Regions from separate parts of the Sus scrofa genome. Here region 2 is linked to region 1. The links are chromatin contacts, called in public HiChIP or PLAC-seq maps. All regions are on one chromosome and are shown on one strand. Each heading gives the region's core, a stretch centred on a gene start, on an enhancer-like site or on the middle of the called end of the contact. The rest is flanking DNA. Distances are from core to core; before and after follow the strand shown. Region 1 overlaps LOC102158075 (a long non-coding RNA gene). Region 2 overlaps PDE7B (cAMP-specific 3',5'-cyclic phosphodiesterase 7B).

Region 1 (5,114 bases), core at 1,276-3,775:
TGATATTTGTCTTTGCCTAACTTATTTCACTTAGTATAATAATCTCTAGGTCCATCCATGTTGCTGCAAATGGCATTATTTTATTCTTTTTCAATGGCTAAGTGATATTCGTGTGTGTGTGTGACCTTATCTTTATCTGTTGATCTGTCAACAGACATTTTGTTTGCTTCCATGTCTTGGCTATTGTAAGTTGAGCTGCTGTGAACATTGGAGTGTGTGTATCTTTACAATTCAACTCTTTTACCAACAAAAAAATTCTGTATAATTCAAGGATAAGGCAAGAGAGAGTATTGCTTAATTGTTAAAGATCACGGTGAGATTCTTTTAAGTTCTTCAGTGTGAGTACAGCTATTCATTTTACCACTAGAGAAAAGCATGTCTTGTTATACTAGAATTATGTTAAATTATTAGAATAGAACAATAACAGATTATAGTTTTTGCTTTTCTTCCAGTAAAAACTGGTAGAATTTTTAATATGTATACCATAACTTCTACTTGCAAATTTGTGTTTCCAAAGATATTGTAATTGTTTAAAAGATCACCCTCTCCTCCTCCCCCGCCCCTTTTGTGTTAGCCCATCATCTGCCTCCAGTTGTGATAAGCTGTGTCAAAAGCTAATCCAGAGAGGGGTAGCAGCGATTTCAGATCCACCTGCTGTGGCTTGGAATTATGGTATGGAGAGTCCCCTGAGTGGGATGGCACTCTGTCCCATATCATTTCAGCCTTTGGCTAGATTCCTGCCTGGTCCCCCACTAACGACCCTTGAATTCCCCCCTTATGGTCAGATTCTGCCCTAAACAGCTGGTGGCCAGAGAACCTGTGCTATGCCTGCTCTTGCCAGCCCTTCTTCTGGAAACCAGGTCATGTCTTCTGCCTTCCATGGTCCTGCTGCCTGTGGTCAATGATGATCATCAGTCATGGTGGCTAAATTGGTTGAACACTTAGTTCGTGTTGATCTCTGCACTAGACCCTTTGTGAGTGTTAATTTGTTAAGTCATACTCCCTTTTTACAGATGAGGAAACCGAGGAGTAGAGCGGTTTAGTACCTTAGGTCATGCTACTAGTAAGCTGCTAAGCTAGGTTTCAAACTCTGGGTTCCAGAATCTGAGTTCTTGCATGATAAACCAGCCCCTCCCAATGGATAACGCCACCACCTCATCTGATCTCCAAAGACAACGAGTAAATTTTGGACTCCAAAGCACTATGCTAGTGTATGTAACTCTATGGCATTTGCTGTTTTTGCCCCTTGGGGATTCTTCCTTATCTTTTAAGACACAGCTTAAAGAGCATTTTTCTTAGAGTCTTTTCTGACTCTCCTTCTCCCCTAAGCCCTCCAGGAGTATGACCACTTCCCAACAACTGGGTGTTTTCTTTGCTGCTGGATTTGTTGCAGTTCTATTTGCTTTCCAGTCTGTCTCGCTCCAACTCCACTGGGCACTTTCGAACAAGGTGAAGATAGAAACTGGGTTTAATTCATCTCATTTCCTCCTTTATCCAAAGTGCAGTCATATCAGCAATTAGTGAACAGTTTAATGTGTTAAGAATGATGCTTAGGATACAGGTTCTCTCATCTAATCCACAACCTTTCAAGAGCCAGAGAGAACAAACTTGTGGTTGCCAAGAGGCAAGAGGGAGGGAGTGGGATGTATAGGGAGATGCAAACTGTTGCTTTAGAATGGATAAGCAGTGAGGTCCTACTGTACATCACAGGGGACGTATCCAATCTTGTGGAATAGAACATGATGGAAGAGAGTATGAAAAAAGAATATATATATATATGTATGTATGTGTGTGTGTATATATATATACACACATATATATATGTATGACTGGGTCACTGCTGTATGGCAGAAATTGGCACAACACTATAAATCAACTATAAAAAATTTAAAAAGGCTGGTTTTGTTTAAAAAAGAGAGAAAGATTTTTATCCCCATTTTATAGATGACAATGGAGCTCAGAGAATTGAGTGGAAGAGCTGGGACTGAACCCAGGTTTGCCGACCTCAGAGCATGTGCGTATAACTAGGAGACCCTGTGACAAATGTGATAGAAAATGACTTGATATAAACTCATTTACTTAAAGTTACATCTGTTTCTTAGCAACAGATTTTATGCAAAAGCATAAAAAGTAATGCAAGTAAATTGCTCAAATGCAAGTAGCCAGATGATTTCAGAGCTAGCGTTTAAATCAGAGCTCCTGAGGCCGGGGATGTGGCCTTCAGTCTTTGTGGTCCATGTTTGGAGGGAAAGATCTCACTAAGTCCAGGACTCTTGGCCAGTAGGTCAGGCTGGAACCACTGACTGCCTGAACCAACACAGGATGGTAAGGCCTTTGGCCCTCACAGGACCACCAGCGTTGGGCACGTGGTTAACACCCCGGACCACACGTGGACCCCAGTGAACACGTCTCTGGCCACCCAGATTTCTTCCCACTTTCTGCTGGCTCTGTGTCCCTGTATGCATCCCAGAAGAGCCTGCCCAAGAATTGCCTCAGAGTCTTTGGAAAACTACTTCAGCAAGAGTATCTATTTCTCCTCTGAGGATGAATTTGATTTCTGGAAGGAGACAAGTGCCAAACCTGATGAATGAGTGGATGAGCAAGCTCAATGAAATCACGACTGGTCACAAATGACGTACGACTTCAAATCATTCAAGTGGTTTTCTTGCAGAGATTGCTGTAATCTAGTTGTGAAGGCATTTCCTGAAGATGGATTCCAAAAAATATTTTTGAGCAATGGCTACACTGGGTGCATTAGCTGGGATGAATTTTGGAAGCAAAATACTCATTTCAAGTACAGAATTTCTGATGAAAGTGTTAGTGCCCCAGTCCCAAGACTTTAAAATCATCCATGGGTTTAGTGATTGATAGGGCCTGGATAGATAGGTGTTTGGATCTAAGATTCGAAAAATTAGTTTTAACAGATGATAGAATAAAACTTTGGATGGAGATAAAATAGTCTTGTCTACTTCGATCAAAAGCAGGTTAGTTTTGACAAAACTACTGAAGAATTATATCATAAACACTTCTGTTTTTCTTTATTTCTTTAAGATATACATGGGACTTACCCGTTATTTTCTATTCAAACTGAGTATTACAACGAAATTTAGTCATTAAAAAAGTAAACAGGGGAGTTCCTGTGGTGGGGCAGTGGTAACAAATCTGACTAGTTTCCATGAAGATGAGGGTTCAATCTCCGGCTTTGATCAGTGGGTTAAGGATCCAGTGTTGCCATGAGCTGTGGTTTATGTTGCAGATGAGGCTCAGATCTGGTATTGCTGTGGCTATGGCTGTTGCTGGCAGCTACAGCTCTGATTTGACTTCTGGCCTGGAAACTTCCATGTGCCATGGGTGTGGCCCTGAAAAGAAAGAAAAAAAAAGGCAGATGGAAGGTAAAATATCACAGACGTGGATTTCTTTTCCTTTAATGATACCTGCCTGCTGCCTGGGAATCCCTAACCCCACAAATTGTTAACACTGGTGATAATCAGTTGGACAGGAAAAAAATTATTTTGTTCAATTCTGCCGTTCTTTGAGCATTTCACCCATACCACATGCTGTGTGGACCGTTTCATGGTTTTTAGCACAAGCTTTATTTCGTAAGATTTCCAGCTTTAGCCTTTTTCAACCTGATTTCAAAGTGAGAGTTTTAGGAACGCATATTAAAACGGGCTCCTGTGAATTCTGTTGTCGTTGTTCACCTCCTTTTCCTCCATCTCCCTGTGATGGGGGAAGTTGTGATGGGTTGAGAGAGCCCAGACTGGGTCCTGGAGACTGGAGAGCTGGTCACTGTGAAGATACAAATGTATCAAATAATATTAGGCAAGTTTTTAATGCTTTTGGCCTCAATGTCCTTCTCTATAGATGAAGACTTTGAAAAAAAAAACTCTATGACTAAAACAAAAGTGTGTTTTTGGAAGGTTATACCACCTACCTATTATCCCTTATTATTGTGGAATAAATGTCTTAAGTACATTGACCTTCCTTTGATCACTTGGACAGGTCCAAGATGGCACTTCCATTCTTGCATTTATTCTATTTAAAGGCCTGAAATATTTTTCTCTTGCCCAATTAATTTGCAGGACATCAATTATCCCTTAAGGACAATGAACCATGAAACATTTCTATTTCATAGTTATGCCTCTTGTCATAATCACACTGGTTTGTTTCTTTGATGGGAAGTGAGTGGGGGTTGGGGGGTGGGGTGGGACAGAATTTCTGTATTTATATATTTAATGAAACTATTCCAATAGTAACCCTTACTTAGCCTAACTTATAAATATTGAGAGTTTAGGTAAAACAGGTATCACTAGGATATATCTGGTTGGTACAGGACCTAGTCAATCTATTTCCAAGACACTTAGGTATTTTGAAGATCAAAGATCATCCTGGCTTTGACTGCATAGCATTTTCCAGAGATCTCTTGCTCTTCTTGGTAGGGATTTGTGCTTTGCTTTTTGGAAATACTTAATAGTTAGCTGCATTATCATTTTCTTTTCTTGGACCTAGAGAAGAGTTAGACACTGGATTTAAAAATGTTAAGATGCTTTATGAAAAAAAGGGAAATTTATTTGTGTGATCATAAAAATTCCAATCATGATGGAACAAGCTCAGTATATACCTGAATGAAATGAATATCCCTAAACAAATACCTTCTCTCAAAAACAAAACAAAACAAAACAAATATAAATGTATATACATTTAGGTTACAATAGTAGAAGTAGTTTCTCCTTGTAAGAGGAGTTCTACTGTCTAGCAGACAATTTAGAGGATGCTTGGAATAGCATATCCATTGAAGATTGTTGTGGTCTTTAGTCCACTCAGAGAAGCTGGACCAGGATGGTGAAGGAATCAGGACATTCTATTTTATAAGGAGGAGTTCATTCAGCCTAATGTAGTTACTTTGGAAGAGGCCGATGGAGAGCATGGTAGTTAAGAGAACTGCCGTGGAAAGGATCTTATGTGTTGCTCCAGATGGAAGCACTGAGCTTGTGGGTAGAAGTTAAAGGAAGCAGATGAAGGCTCCAAGTCAGAAAGAGCCCTCTAACCCTGAGAGCTGTTCTACCTGGAGTCAAAAATGGTGAGGCCGTGGGCTTCTGTCAGAGCCTCCCATA
Region 2 (5,114 bases), core at 708-3,207, 150 kb after region 1:
CCATCAAGCCACATGTATTGTAGGTAGTCTGAATTGCAATCTGCAACCACACTTTACCCAGAATTAGGTTGTCAAATGATAAAATGGTGCCACTGCAAATTAGAACACACAAAGCCCCATACAGCTGGTGGAGAGATGGCACAGCTCTCATCTTTGTTAAAAGGAGGGGGAGAATGAGAAGCATCATGGTCATGAGTGTGTCACAGCTATTGTGCCAGCTCTAAAATATCTCATTTATTATGTACAAGAAGGAGAAGTCATCAACTGTTCAATCCGCTTTTTTTTTTGCGTGTGATGAGGGCTTTCACTTTGCCTAACGCTTTGTAATCCTAGTACACTGGTAATAATTCACACAATATTGCAGCTGTCAGAGAACCAAGATAATTTTCTGATGCCTTTAGTCCTTTAATGCTTTGAACAATTCAAACTCAAAAGAGCCTAAAATATGCTTTTGCTGTGGCTAAAGACAAGCAACTCAGGGGAGGAGCGTCTGAGGCGCAGACAGACACAGAGAGACTGTGGCTTGAAAACATTTTATTTATTGACAAAAATGTCAATCAAAGTCTTTGATTTTGTAAAGCTGTTTCAGAACTTTCCCCTCATTAGAGTTAGCAACCAAATGATCTCATGTAGGGGAAAGAAATCTAGTTTTCCCAAATTCCTTTTGTTATTGGAATGGGGTGGGAATGAATTCTACTCCAAAGAATTAGGTCTACTGGGTAGCATGTGGGAAGTAAAATTTTTCATTTGATTCAGATATGGAATTTCTGATGAAATTTCATTTTTTTCCTATTTGCATTTTATTTTCATAACAAGTTTTTTATAAAATATGTTGAGGTTCTCAGTTAGAAAGATATAAATTATCATTATCCATGGCCACTTTAATACATTTTGGTGATATGTTTCTAGATTTAAACTCTATGTGGCTATAAAGATGCTATAATCAGCTGAATTGTGCCACCACCCAAATTTACATGTTAAAATCCTACCTCCCAGGACCTTAGGATATGATAGTATTTGGAGATAGGGTTTTTTTTTGTTGTTGTTGTTATTATTATTATTATTTTTTGCTTTCTAGGGCCACACCTGTGGCATATGGAGGTTCCCAGTCTAGGGGTTGAATTGGAACAGCAACACCAGATCTGAGCTGCGTCAGTGACCTCCACCACAGCTCATGGTAACACTGGATCCTTAACCCACTGAGTGAGGCCAGGGATCGAACCCTTGTCCTTATGGATGCTAGTCAGGTTTGTTACCACTAAGCACAATGGGAACTCCGGAGATAGGGTCTTTAAAAGGGTAGTTAAAAGTAAGGACCTTAGGGTGAGCCCTAATCCAGTAAAACTGGTGTCCTGATAAGAAGAGGAAATTTGGACACAGACAAGCAAAGAGAGTTGACCATGTGAGGAGGATGGCCATCTGCCAGTCAAGGAGAGAGAACTCAGAAGAAACCAATCCTGCAGACACCTGAGACTTTTAGCCTCCAGCATGGTGAGAAAACACATTGCTATCTATGGCTTAAGCTACCCAGTCTGTTATAGCAGCCCTAGCAAAATTATACAGAGATCCTTAATTTTGTGACTCAGGAAAGAAAATTTCACCTTTATTTAACCCAGTCACACTCTTTACACAAAAAGGGAGTGTGTCTTTACTACAGATTACCCCAAGACCTCTCACAGTGCCTGGTACAGAGAGGCACTGTGTAACATGTGTTGAGCTATGTACACTCTCCTTATCATCATTCGGATGGAAGTCCTCTGTTGTAGCCCAAGGTGTGTGATACGGCGGGCCAAGAATGGGTAACAGTGACTTGGACTGTGAAATGAAAGCCAGGTTTAAGTGCAGCCACCCCTGCTGACATTGCCACTTCAGAGAGTCCATCAACACACTTGAACCAGGAGAGCAGGCCAAAGCGACAGAAGAAGTAGAGCTCTCAGACTAGAGCAGCCACAAGCAGCACTGCTCCCTGGAGCTTCTCCAGAAAGAGAAGGGTGCTCTGAGGGGTTGGCTATTAGCTGTTCCTATCAGAATGCACAGGTGAGCCAAGAAAAACCACATGACCAGCTTTAGCAAGAGCTGCTGACAAGCCTGAAGATCCAAAACAGACACCTGACCCACGTCTGTTGTCAAGACATTATCGGCCATGGCAACCAGGCCAGTTTCCACTGAGCATGCTCGTCTACAGCTTAAGTGAAAAGGATCAAGAAAGTCAGGATTCCAAATATCACTAGCATCACTCTGTCAGTTCTTCTCCTGTGACCTTTCTCCAAGGCAGACATGTAATGACAAAATGAAAGCTAGCCAGACTATCTACGTCCAGAAAAGTCTGAAGTGGTCTAGCCTCTGTCTGAAACACCCTGTCCTACCAGTTGGTCACAGTCTTTCCAAACGGTAACGTGGCACCATGAAACTTATGCTAAAACCAATTAAGGCAAAATACAGTTATTGGAAGACATTTTTTCCTTTCTTAAGATCAACAGAAAAATAAAGGAACAGCATTCAAGTGTCAGCAAATGCTTTGAGCTATTTAATCAGCGCCCTCCTCTCCGGCTATTTCCTGTCACTGACTCTTCTTCAGCCCCTTCATAGCGCTGATGACAAGTTCCATCTGTCTCTTCCCTGTCTCTCTTCCACCCTCTCTCTTTCCTTATTTTCTGTTTCCCTCCTTAAACTGTGGCTTCGGCGAGGACAGGAACTGTTAGTCGTGTTTGCCAATGTATGTTTAGGACCAATTATAGCACTTACTGAATAATAGATGCTCAGTATTTGCTGAGTGACTGAATTGATCAAAAATGTCAATGGAAAGACACTGATACCTATTTAGTGCTTACTGTGCTGTGCGCTGTCACAAACTCATCTTATTGAATCTTCAAATATTAAACTGATGTATTCTGAACATCATTTTTCTGATGAGAAAACTGAGGCCCAGAGAAACATCATTTTTTGGTGTTTCTGTGGGAGGAACACTAACTCTGTTTCTTACTCTAGCACTTTGAAAATAAAATCCCTAAGACTCTGGAATTCGACTTGATTTTATACGTATATGTGTGAATCTCCCCCTACTCCCCAACTCTGCCCCGGCATCTATTTTACTTTTGCTTCTGTCCAACCTTTCTGATGCTTTAGTGATGCTAAACTCTGAGAAATGCTGAGGTGAAGGTGGAGGTTGGCTGCAGAGACCATGGCAGCTCAGCTACAAAAGAGCCTCTGTAATTCTGTTTTCATTGGTTATTTTCAATATATTTATTGGTTGTTAAACTGAATCATGTTGACTGTCCCCGGCCAAGTTTCTTACGGTGCAAATGGCACATTAACCATGCAGCTATAGTGAAAGGAATTAGTACTCCTAGGTGAGTGCTTGAAACTGAAATAGCGATGGGTAAGCCATGAGTGGGTCGAAGGTTCAAGGCGATCTTTTCCAAACCTCTCTGGTTTGGAAATCTAACTAGAAACCTCCTGGGGTCAAGGCTTCTGATGAGATTCCTGGAGCTTCTTGGTCCAGGCGTGGGTTTGGAATACTTGGGAAATGGTCGACCACAGGGATCTCAGGGCTCCTCATTCTGGCTTGGTTGGGAAGTGCTGAGCTGCATGAAAAGTAGGACACTTGAGGGGGTGGTGGAGACTTTTTCAAACCTCAACAGGAATTTCAATTGTTCATTTTGGACAGGAGTTTGGGTTTGGTTCCTACGTCAGCCCAAATAATTTGTTTTCCTTGACTGGAAATTTTTTTGATTGGAGTCATCAGTGTTCAAGTAATACAGTATTTTCAGTTTGAAGATAATGAAAAAGTCAATATGCTTTAAAGTTTTTAAAAGTCAGAGCACCATTCTAAGTGATCAGTGTTTTATTTTTTTCTTTGCTAAAGTATACAAAAATATGGCATAAATGAATGCCTAAAATGCTATTCTAGCTGGATCAATTATTGACCTTTTAAAATAAAGGAGTTTAGAGTTCACGTGAAATTTTTTTCTTCAAGCAATACTGTTAGTCATGAGATTTGATTATGCCAGCATTAGTATCTGAGACCGCATATTAATATAATCACATACAATGTGAAAAATATAGGTCTGAAGTTAAACTGAGTGGATATTAATAAAGCTTAATAAATATTCTACCTGGATATCATTGTGAAATTATGCATAATTTGGCTTAGCCTATCAATTCTAATCCAAAGGAATTCAAATGTGATGTACTTCTTCTGCTGTTCATTTGGAAGCTGAGGACACAATCCATTTCTAATTGATCTCTTCTGTGTCATATCAGTATGTTATGTTATCGCCTGATTTTGAGTATACATAGCTGCTTCTTCAAATTGGTTTTAAGTTTTGCTTCTTTTTTTTAGGCTTTGATTCTTTAAAATACAGGGAAAATATATTTTAAATTGCCTATAGCCTAATATGTATGTTTAGAAAGAGTTGACAGGGGAGGGGGGACGTAGATTTCTTTGTCAATTTAATATTCTTTAAATTTTGGTATCTTTTGTGCTTAACTTAGTTTATGATATGCTGTTTGGGTAACTGCCTTTCCTTTACCAGTGTATCAGAGGGAAGAAAGCTAGAGATAGACCACTTCTTTAAGCCTCATATTTACCATTCTCAATTAATTTTTTAACATTCATTTTTGTGATGTTTTTACCAAATAATTCATCTCTGAGTTACTTCTTGATGGAGATATTGTGATTTTTAACACAGTAATAAAAACAAATAAAAATTAGAGATGATTTCTCACATTTTATAATTTTATATTATAGAACAAAGTTTTCAAAAATGCTGGAAAGGATTCATTCAAAAGAGCTAGTTTATTTTAACTGGCTAGATATCAATTTTAAACATTTAAGATAGTATATTACTAATTGCACTCCTGAATGCCCTCAAAACGCTACACATTTATATAATTAAATGCTTTAAAAAACACCAGTCATGTGTTTTTTGAAACAGCTTTAAACTGGTCTATTTCAAGAACTGAAGTTGAAGAGAAAAATCATGACTTTCTGTCTGAGGACACATTCACTGCCGACGATTTTCAGATCCCTACATGAGTGTGATCTAACGACCTCACACGTCCACATTTACACACACGCGTGCAGTCACACGCAGTCTTCCAAACAGGTTAAA

The links. HiChIP or PLAC-seq counts read pairs in DNA pulled down with a chosen protein or histone mark.
Region 2: a contact with region 1 is called in an H3K27ac HiChIP or PLAC-seq map of skeletal muscle. The contact joins two enhancer-like sites. A contact is called at or near these places in 5 of 47 Hi-C or Micro-C datasets (embryonic fibroblasts, heart right ventricle, psoas muscle and 1 more) and 1 of 2 datasets of contacts at active chromatin or transcription factors (skeletal muscle).

Annotation. Positions count from the first base shown.
Region 1 is chr1:27,931,521-27,936,634 of Sscrofa11.1, forward strand. It overlaps LOC102158075 (a long non-coding RNA gene), which reads right to left. Exons shown (of 2, transcript XR_297933.3): 2 at 3,570-3,789. It also overlaps a transcript of MTFR2 not described here. Among named protein-coding and RNA genes, the nearest start is that of MTFR2, 25 kb to the left of the region's middle. Within about 2 kb of position 2,526, at least 3 of the 83 cell types and tissues checked have an H3K27ac peak or open chromatin away from gene starts, as enhancers often do. A contact at or near this core is called in skeletal muscle, where this site is marked.
Region 2 is chr1:28,080,399-28,085,512 of Sscrofa11.1, forward strand. The region is part of intron 3 of PDE7B (cAMP-specific 3',5'-cyclic phosphodiesterase 7B); the gene reads right to left. Among named protein-coding and RNA genes, the nearest start is that of MTFR2, 170 kb to the left of the region's middle. Within about 2 kb of position 1,958, at least 10 of the 83 cell types and tissues checked have an H3K27ac peak or open chromatin away from gene starts, as enhancers often do. A contact at or near this core is called in skeletal muscle, where this site is marked.